2 separate regions of the Mus musculus genome follow, and region 1 is linked to region 2. A link is a contact called in public promoter capture Hi-C data. All regions are on one chromosome and are shown on one strand. The core of a region is the stretch at or near the end of the contact, and the rest is flanking DNA. Distances in the headings are between cores, read along the strand shown. Region 1 holds the start of Snx32 (sorting nexin 32). Region 2 holds the start of Tm7sf2 (transmembrane 7 superfamily member 2).

Region 1 (4,725 bases), core at 1,339-3,838, 560 kb after region 2:
CTTTTAATCCCAGCACTTGGGAGGCAAAGGCAGGTGGATTTCTGAGTTCAAGGCCAGCCTGGTCTACAGAGTGAGTTCCAGGACAGCCAGGGCTACACAGAGAAACCCTATGGGGGCGGGGGGGGGGGTAGCGCATATCTATATCCATGTCAACCAACCTAAGCACTGCGGCAGGGTGTGACGTGGCTTCTCAGTTCCTTCCCCTTTTACTCCAGTAATCTTCTCCCCTGGTTTCTCCCTGCTGAGCCCCTCGTCTTGGTATCTGCTTCAGTCACTTCCTTCTTTGCTGCTTCTCCCACGGCCCTCAGTGCCAAACTTTTATCCTGCTATAATCTGTTTTTGACCTTCTCCTACATCTCCTACCCCGACCATGTACATGTCTGTCAAAATCCAGCCACCCTTGACCCATTTCTCAAACTGTTCTTCAAGCAGGAAACAGTGTCCTTCTTAGCATTCGCCCCAATATTGTTTCTTTCTCCTTAAAATGTTTCCATTGTCCTCTCTGCCATTCTTCACTGTGGGCTTGGCTCCATGCCCAGGGGCTCCCATGCTCCCTTGAGGTCCACACTCCTCATTCATATTCACTCTTTCAAGACCAACAAAGTCCTTGGCTCCAGCTTCTCCTTTACTTGAGATACTCCAATCTCCTTTTTCACTTTCACTTTTTCATCCACCTGACTCCTTGGGGCTTTCTCCAAGTGTGTCTTGCTCTTCCTTAGGGACAGATGCATCAGCAATCTCTCTCATTCCATCCAAGACATGACTATCAGTTTCTGCCCCTGTCTTGGCTCCTCCGTGGCCATCCATCCCTTCTACACTTTCAGAAGGAATTTCCTGACTCAGATTTTCCATCTCACCTTCACCACCAGTAACACTGACCACTCTTTCAATAGTCTCTTCCGAGGCACTTCCTGTTCTCGAGTGCTCTTTCAGTTGCACCTCAGCCGACTCCAACTCCTCAATATTTGACTCCAGTAGATCTTCAGTGGATCTTGAATTTTTATCACCAGTTCTCAGCTTCTCTCCACTGGATCTAAATTTCTCTCTACTCAACTTTGCCTTCTCTCTGATGGACCCCCGCCTCTCTCCACTGTCTGACACCTTCTCTCTGATGGACCCCCGCCTCTCTCCACTGTCTGACACCTTCTCTCTGATGGACCCCCGCCTCTCTCTAGTGTCTGAAATCTTCTCTCTGATGGATCCTCGCCTCTCTCCACTGTCTGACATCTTCTCTCTGATGGATCCTCGCCTCTCTCCACTGTCTGACATCTTCTCTCTGATGGATCCCCGCCTCTCTCCACTGTCTGATACCTTCTCTCTGATGGACCCCCGCCTCTGTCTACTCTCTGTCGCCTTCTCTCTAATGGATCCCCGCTTCTCTTCACTGTCCGTCTTCTCTCTGATAGACCCCCGCCTCTCTCTACTGTCCATTTTCTCTACAACAGACCCCCGCCTCTCTCTACTGTCCATTTTCTCTACAACAGACCCCCGCCTCTCTCTACTGTCCATTTTCTCTACAACAGACCCCCGCCTCTCCCTACTGTCCATTTTTTCAGCAGAAGACCTCCGCTTCTCTCCCCTGCCTACCACCTTGTCTCCAATGGGTACCCGTTTTTTCAAGTTCTCTCCACTAGACTCCAGTTCCTCATTCGGCCTCAGCTGATCCCCTCTGGACCTCAAGTCCCCTCCAGTGGTCCTCAACCTGTCCCTAGATTTCAAGTTTTCCCCACGCTCTGCAGTCATCTCTGCACTCGTAGTTACACCAGCTTTGAGTCTATCCTCCAACTCTCTCCAAATCTCTGGGCTGTCATACTCCAAACTTGCTCGAGCCTGCACCGCCCTTCTTACACTGCTCAGGAGCTTCGCGACCACTGCCTCCTGTTGCAGGCCCGATTTCTCTCTTGAGAACTTCTTCCCGGTGCCCTCCAGCTTCCAGTCCTCAGATTCCAACTTTGGGTTAGACTTTTGCACGTTTCTGTCCAAGAGTTCCACTCTCTTCCCAATCACGATGAGTCCATTCCAGGGTACCCACACCTTCTCTTTCTCTCTCACTTGCGCCTTCTTGCAGTGTGACTTCGGTGGCGATTTCCTTTGGTCCCCCCGAAGAATATGGGCGCGGGGTATCCGGGCCTTATTGCGTCCCCGCGGCTCCTTAAGCTGCTTACTCCGTACTTTCTGGCCCGGGTGTGAAAACTGGAACGGAAGCGCTTTCTCCACAGACATTGCAGCCTGCCCTCGTCCCTAGACCCCCTGACCCACTCGAGTTCCCCATTCCTCCCTACCCAAACCTCCCTCCCAACCCTCGCCCCCCCTCCGGACTCCCCGCCCCGCCCACCGCCTGGTGGCGCCAAGCTGCCCTAGTGCGCATGTGCGCCTCTGCTCGTGCCCGTTAGAAGAAGGCGGGTCCCGGAACGGCCGGATTCGTAGGGGTCCACCTGCGGGACTGACACGTGACCTCTACCCTCAGGCCCTGGCCTATCCTGGTCCGGCTTTCTGGTGCCGCTTAAATGCCCACGTAAGATTGATAGGCCTCAAAGCCAATAGAGGCTCATGTGGTAAAACTGCTGTCTAATCAGAAGGAGCAGCTGTGGGCAATGGGACCCACCCAGGGAGGCCGCAGCTAGTGTCAATGTCAGCTGATAGCATCCCTACAAGGTTCCCTCACCCAAGCTCTTGGAACGCGCAGGCCGTGGCTTGTCGTAGGATTCCTGTATATCCCAGCTAAGGAGCACCATGGAGGAGCAACATCAGGAAGCTGGAAATGAGAGTAAGGTAAAGGAAGGAAATAAAACGTCTTCCTACTCCACCTCACTTCATCATACCATACCAAGCAGGGAGAGAGATCTGAGCACGGGAATGCGGCGCTTCTAAGGCCCCTGCATAGGGCCAGGTTGAGGATGCAAAGATAATCAGGATTTTTGTCCCAGCCTGCATAGATGGAATCCCGCCTCTGCCCCCTCCCCCAAATCAACTCAGTACTGTCGTGATGGGGGAGAACAAGGCAGTCTGCAAGCGACTGAGAAGGGTGAGAGAGTCCTGTTGAGTTTACAGGCTCACCTGTGTATTCGTGCCTATATATTTGTAAGACCATCCATCCATTCTTCGTTTATTCCTCTCAGCCTCAGTCAGCAGTTATTGGGGAGCTTCATTGTTTTGGATTGCATCAACTCTCACTTGAGGTAGGAGTGTAGTGAGCTGGGACAGAGATAGGGGATGGAGCTGCTGTGCTGTGTTCTGAAAGTCACATCTCTGTCAAGCAGAGTGGGTGAGAGTAGAGATAGACATCAAGAAGAAAACCAAGGACAAGGGGTCCTGCTGCAGCAAAGAGCTAGTCTGCCTGTGTTTGAAGGGGGGGAGTGAGGGCAGAAAGCCTGCCTTGGTAGTGTCACACAATCCAAGAAGTGGCATTTGGGATTCAAATGGAATTTGGAGGGCTGGCCATGGCTTTCTGTTTATACATGTTCATATAGAAATGTATATAAATAGCCAGGCATGGTGAGACACACCTTTAATCCTGGAATTTCAGCGGTAGAAGCAGAGGCAGAAACAGGAAGACCTTTATGAGTTCAAGGCCAGCTTGGTCTACATAGAGTGTTATAGGCAAGCCAGGGCTATATAGTGAGATCCTGTCTCAATAGTAAAAGGATGTATATATGTACATATGCCGTGTGTGTGTGTGTGTGTGTGTGTGTGTGTGTGTATGCTTAGAACATGTTTATAAAGTGATTAGAAGCCAGATATAATCCCAGCACTTATGAGGGTGGGGCAGGAGGATAACCACGAGTTTAAGGCCTGCTGGAACTACAGTGTGAGAGTTTGTCATAAATACATAAATTTATTTTTTAAAAGATTTATTTATTTTATGTTTATAAGTATACTGTAGCTGTACTTGTGGTTGTGAGGCATCATGTGGTTTCTGGGAATTGAACTCAGGACTTCTGCTCACTCTGGCCCCGCTTGCTCCGGCCTCACTCGCTCTGATCCAAAGATTTATTTATTATTATATGTAAGTGCACTGTAGCTGTCTTCAGACACACCTGAAGAGGGCATCAGTTCTCATTATGGATGGTTGTGAGCCACCATGGCGTTGCTGGGATTTGAACTCAGGACCTCTGGAAGAGCAGTCAGTGCTCTTAACCTCTGAGCCATCTCTCCAGCCCCATAAATTTATTTATTAGAACAATGCCTAATATATTATAAGGCCAAATATAAATATTACCTACTGGTATTGTTGTGGGTGCTATTCCTGAGTGGGTACTGAGAATGCGTTCTGAAAGTTGAATTATTAAACTGATGAATGTGCCCAGATTTGTACAGGCAATATTTTCTGAAAATTCTTTTTAATATTCATTCTCTAGATTAAATACTGCCTTCACAAAAGATCTTTCAATTTCAAAGGCAAAGCTGGAGAGATTGCCCAGTCCTTAGGTGCTCTTGCGACTCTTGTAAAGGACCTGAGTTTGGTTCTCAGCACCCAAATTAGGAATCTCTGAACTGCCTGTAGCTCCAGCTACTGGGGCTCTGATGCCAGGGCTATACAGAGAAATCCTGTCTCAGAAAAGAAGGAGTGGGGGGGGGGGGAGAGGAGGAGGAGGAGATGGTAATCCCCTGATCTGACTGTTTCTATTATATGCATATTCCAAATTATCATCACTGTACCTAAAAATATGTACAAATGTGTCAACTCAAAGAAACTAGAAAAGATATTTCTGGCCAGTGAGATGG
Region 2 (4,721 bases), core at 944-3,443:
GCCTCATCGTGGGTTTCATCCGCTCCATGTGCCAGACAGCCCAGAGCTTCTGTGACAGCCCTGGAGAAAAGGGAGGTGCCACGCCGCCTGCCCTGCTCCTGCTGCTCTCTCGCCTCTGCCTGGATTATGAGACAGCCACCATCTCCTACATCCTCACACTCACTGATGAACAGTTTCTGGTGCAGGTGAAGTGGCTCAGGAGAGGGGAAAGGGCATGATGCTGTCAACACAGGAACCAGACTGGTGGTCTGCACTCATCTCAGCCTCAGTTTCCCAAGATTTGCTCACCTCCTCATTGGTGGTGGTTTCTGGTCTGTCTCTAATACCTGCAACCTTTGTCCTCTGCTTTTGTGACTTAGGACCAGTCTCCCGTTACACCCGTGAGCACACTGTGTGCAGAGGCCAGAGAGACAGCACGGCGGCTGCTGACTCACTATGTGAAGGTGCAAGGCCTGGTCATATCCCAGATGCTACGTAAGAGTGTGGAGACCCGGGACTGGCTCAGTACTCTGGAGCCTAGGAACGTGCGTGCTGTCATGAAGCGTGTGGTGGAGGACACTACAGCTATTGATGTCCAGGTGCTGCCACAGGCCGGCTGCTGGAACCCCAATGCATGCTGGATTCCAAGGACCAAGACAAAAGGGGTCTGGCTGTACCCATGTCGTGCCACTAGAAGCCTCATTTCATACCTGTGGGATGTGCAGGCCCAAAGTCACCCAAAAAGCTGAAGCAGGGATGAGCTAAAAACTGGGTTTCAGACTAGGTTTTCCCTGCCTTGCTCCCACTCCCCTGATTGTGTAGGTGGTGACCATACCTAGGATTCTTCAACCAGCAGAGAGGGGAGGTTTTGTCAGTAACCATGCTCTGACCTTGCAGCGCATCTTTTCTCCCCCAGGTGGGGCTCCTGTATGAAGAGGGTGTCCGGAAGGCCCAGAGCAGTGACTCAAGCAAAAGGACTTTCTCTGTGTACAGCAGCTCCCGGCAGCAGGGCCGCTATGCACCCAGCTACACACCCAGGTCAGGCTGCTAGGAGCCTCCCTGAGAGACAGAAGAGGGAGGCTGGGCAGAGTGGCCTCTCACTCTTTCTTTCCCCCTTCCAGTGCTCCCATGGACACAAACCTCCTGAGCAATATTCAGAAGCTGTTCTCTGAACGGATCGATGTGTTCAGCCCCGTGGAATTCAACAAGGTCTGAAGTACCTTCTCCTCTACATCCCAGGGGAAGGGTGGCTCCCACACTAACCCAGAGAGCCCTAGGACCACATCTGAGCAGAATTAAAGATCACTTTACGTAATCTCTGTCTCTAGGTCCAGAGCAAAACCACCTTGTCCACACTTTACTCTCCAAACTAGTCTTTAGTCATCGGGGGTTCCCACTCATATCTTGATCTCTGCCCCTCCGAAGCCCAAGCTCAGCAATATCTTTCCTCCATTTTACTTTGTAGTCAGTGGTGACTGCTGCCCATCGTATTCATGAGGCCCCATCTCTGATCTGACCACCGGGGTTTACCTGCCCTCGCCTTTATGGTGGCAACATTGCATTGTTCCCTTCTTAGCTGAGCCCTAGAAATTTCTGTCTTTATCTCCCTTGCCTCTGCTCAGAATTTGGATGTATCCTCCTCCCCAAAAGACGGCAATCCTGAGCTGCATCCCTGTGTCCACCTGCAGGTGTCGGTGCTGACTGGCATCATTAAGATCAGCTTGAAGACACTACTGGAGTGTGTGCGCCTACGCACCTTTGGGCGCTTTGGGCTGCAGCAGGTGCAGGTGGACTGCCACTTCCTGCAGCTTTACTTGTGGCGCTTTGTGGCTGATGAGGAGCTAGTGCACCTGCTGCTGGACGAAGTAGTAGCCTCAGCTGCTCTGCGCTGTCCCGACCCAGTGCCCATGGAACCTAGTGTTGTCGAGGTCATCTGCGAGCGCGGCTAGAATCTGCCAACGAGTCGCGTAGTAGCCCTATCGCCCTGTCCTCCCTGTGCCCTGTTCTCATCCTAGAGGCCCTTCCCCGCTGGCGGGTTCATGGATCCTTCTAATAAACTTATGTGTCCTCCTCCTTCCTCTTGCCTGCAGGGGCGGGACCCGCCCGGGTTGGGTTTCAGTGCCGAAGCTTCTGAGGCGCCAGCATGGGGCCCGCCTCCCAGCGCTGATTGGCTACTGTGCTGGGCCCAGGGTGGGCAGAGGGCGCGTCCATTTAAAGATCAATGAACAAGAGCAGCAGCTTTTCCACCTCCGTGTCTGATGCAGAGCCATAACCCGGCATGGGGCGGTTTGTGTTTCCTTGATCGACTTTTGTGAACCATTGTTCCCCGGCAAAGCAGAGATCATGACTTCTCGTGAGGCCTCCCAGGCCCCACTGGAATTCGGGGGGCCGTTGGGTAAATGGGAAGGTTTGGGGTGGAGGCTGACCTGATGCCACTTAACGGGAGCAGGATAGGATACGAGCTCTATAGAAGGCTCGGAGCAGAAGGATCCGGTGCGCGGGTGTCGGGGTGTCTGCAGAAGAGGAGGGAGTGCTGACAGCAGCACAGCGGGGAGTTTGTGTAATGAAAGACAGTTGGGAGAGCAGGATGGTCTTTGGGAATGCCAGAGGGCAGAGGAACAAGATGAAAATTAAGATAGGAGTATGGCGCTGGGAAACTGCTAAGCAGGCAGGTGACTCAAGGCGCCCGAGGACTTGAGAGAGCTCTTGGGAGCAGTCACGCTACACAGTGGCCCTCTTTCCAGGCGTCGCGGCTTTACTGATCCTGCTGCCTGCCACCATGTTCCACCTGCTCCTGGCGGCTCGCTCGGGCCCGGCGCGCCTCCTGGCCCTACCGGCCTATCTGCCTGGGCTGGAGGAGCTGTGGAGCCCATGGGCTCTGCTGCTATTGTTCATCTGGCTCGGCCTGCAGGTGGCGCTCTATTTGCTGCCTGCACGCAAGGTGTGTGATCTGTTTTAACACACCAGGGAGGAGGGTGCAGGGAGGGCTGGAGCCTGGGAAGTCATCCCCAGCTCTTATAAAACCTGCCCTGTACCCGCAGGTGGCCGAAGGCCTGGAACTGAAGGACAAGAGTCGCCTGCGCTACCCTATTAATGGTGACTGGGGTTCCCCCCCCTCCCTGAATCGCAGTTAACATGGGTTGGGGTGGGTTCCAAGGGTGGTGGGAGGTTTATGGACCAGCTCTGATGACATGTTTGTGCCCTTATGGGAACCTCGCCGTGCATCTACCTCTTTTGCTACTACTCAGCTCCAGGCCAATGGCCAATGTTCTCCCAGAACTGCGTGTGTGTGTGTGTGTGTGTGTGTGTGTGTGTGTTGGCTTTGGAAGTATGCAAGCCACCCCAGGGCTCACTCTGTGCTGTGGTTCAGGCTTCCAGGCTCTGGTGCTAACAGCCCTGTTGATGGGGCTGGGGGTGTCAGTGGGGCTGCCCCTGGGGGCACTCCCTGGAATGCTCCTGCCCTTGGCCTTTGCGACCACTCTCACCAGCTTTATCTTCAGCCTCCTCCTCTATGCGAAGGCTTTGGTAGCTCCTGCCTCAGCCCTGGCTCCTGGGGGAAACTCAGGTGAGAAGGGTCCCAGTGAGGTAGGGATGAGGTAGGTGGGATGCATGCATACCTGGTGTGCCTTCACCTTCTGTTGTTCCCCAGGAAATTCCATGTATGACTTCTTTCTTGGACGGGAGCTGAACCCTCGCCTCGGTTCCTTTGACTTCAAATATTTCTGTGAGCTGAGACCTGGCCTCATTGGCTGGGTATGCTGACATGCTGGACTTAATTCTGCTGGACTTGGGCCAGGAGAAGAGCAGAGTGGGCTAGCATTGCTGGGTGGGCAGCAATCATTCATTCATTCATTTGCCAATATGTTGCTGTGTTATGAACCTATGGTTTTGCTTTAATAGAACAAGAGGGTTTTTAATATAAAATCTTGAGAGAGAGAGAGAGAGAGCGCGCGCATTTGGCTTATGTACATAAAGCCCTAGATTCCAACCCTAGCACCACAAAACTAAATCTATACCACAGTGATGACAGGCTGTATGGGGGAGCAAAGCAGGCAGCGAGCTGGGAAAGCAGGTGCAGCTTCGGATGTAGCGGCCAAATATAAAATCAACTTCAAAGACAGCTAAGGAGAAGCTTGAAGGACCAGGCAACTGCCTCCAGGGATTGTCAGATTTAACACCTTGTTTGTCATTGGTGGCCTTGACAACAGGCCAGCTGTTCTTGTGTTAAGATCACATGTACATGGGGTACATGGGTGGTGGCCAAGAGCTCCAAAGGGGCTCAGGCAAGGTCCTGCCTTCACTGTAGAGGCAGGAGTGCCCATGTCCACTGAATCTGAGTTTGGATTTGGTTTAGTTTTGAAACAGGTCTCACTCGGATAGTCCAGACTAGTCTCAAAATCAAGGTTCCTTCTACTTCCCTCAGCTAATCAAGTAACTAGGATTACAGTTACTACAATCCCACCAGGCCTAGTCCCAACATTAATCGGAGACTGGCCTGTCAACATATATGCCAGAATATAAGGTTATTTTCTCACTCATAAAACAGGATTGAATGAAATTTTCTTCTACAATTTCCTGTGAGGGCTGGGTGTAGTAGGGCATGCCTTTGATCCCAGCACTCCAGAGGCAATAGCAGGCAGATCTCTGTGAGTTCAAGGCCAGCCTGGTCTATATGGTTCCAAATCAACCAAAGCTACTTAGTGAAACTCTCTCTCTCTCTCTCTCTCTCTCTCTCTCTCACT

Evidence for each region. Capture Hi-C pulls out chosen DNA fragments and counts their contacts.
Region 1: a promoter capture Hi-C map of adipose tissue shows a contact between it and region 2, with 2.3 times the contacts expected there. A contact is called at or near these places in 3 of 39 promoter capture datasets (the C10 cell line, the SN4741 cell line and liver), 4 of 130 datasets of targeted methods (bone marrow-derived macrophages, memory CD8 T cells and pancreatic cancer cells) and 1 of 9 other capture datasets (adipose tissue).

Annotation. Positions count from the first base shown.
Region 1 is chr19:5,508,380-5,513,104 of GRCm38.p6, reverse strand. Snx32 (sorting nexin 32) reads left to right here and starts at 2,588. Exons shown (of 13, transcript NM_001024560.3): 1 at 2,588-2,772. The coding sequence starts at 2,734. It also overlaps the pseudogene Gm31166.
Region 2 is chr19:6,065,322-6,070,042 of GRCm38.p6, reverse strand. Tm7sf2 (transmembrane 7 superfamily member 2) reads left to right here and starts at 2,193. Exons shown (of 10, transcript NM_028454.2): 1 at 2,193-2,374; 2 at 2,724-2,920; 3 at 3,021-3,075; 4 at 3,350-3,544; 5 at 3,629-3,732. The coding sequence starts at 2,323. It overlaps Vps51 (VPS51 GARP complex subunit), which reads left to right. Exons shown (of 10, transcript NM_001081041.1): 6 at 1-185; 7 at 360-578; 8 at 896-1,017; 9 at 1,101-1,188; 10 at 1,668-2,201. The coding sequence ends at 1,928.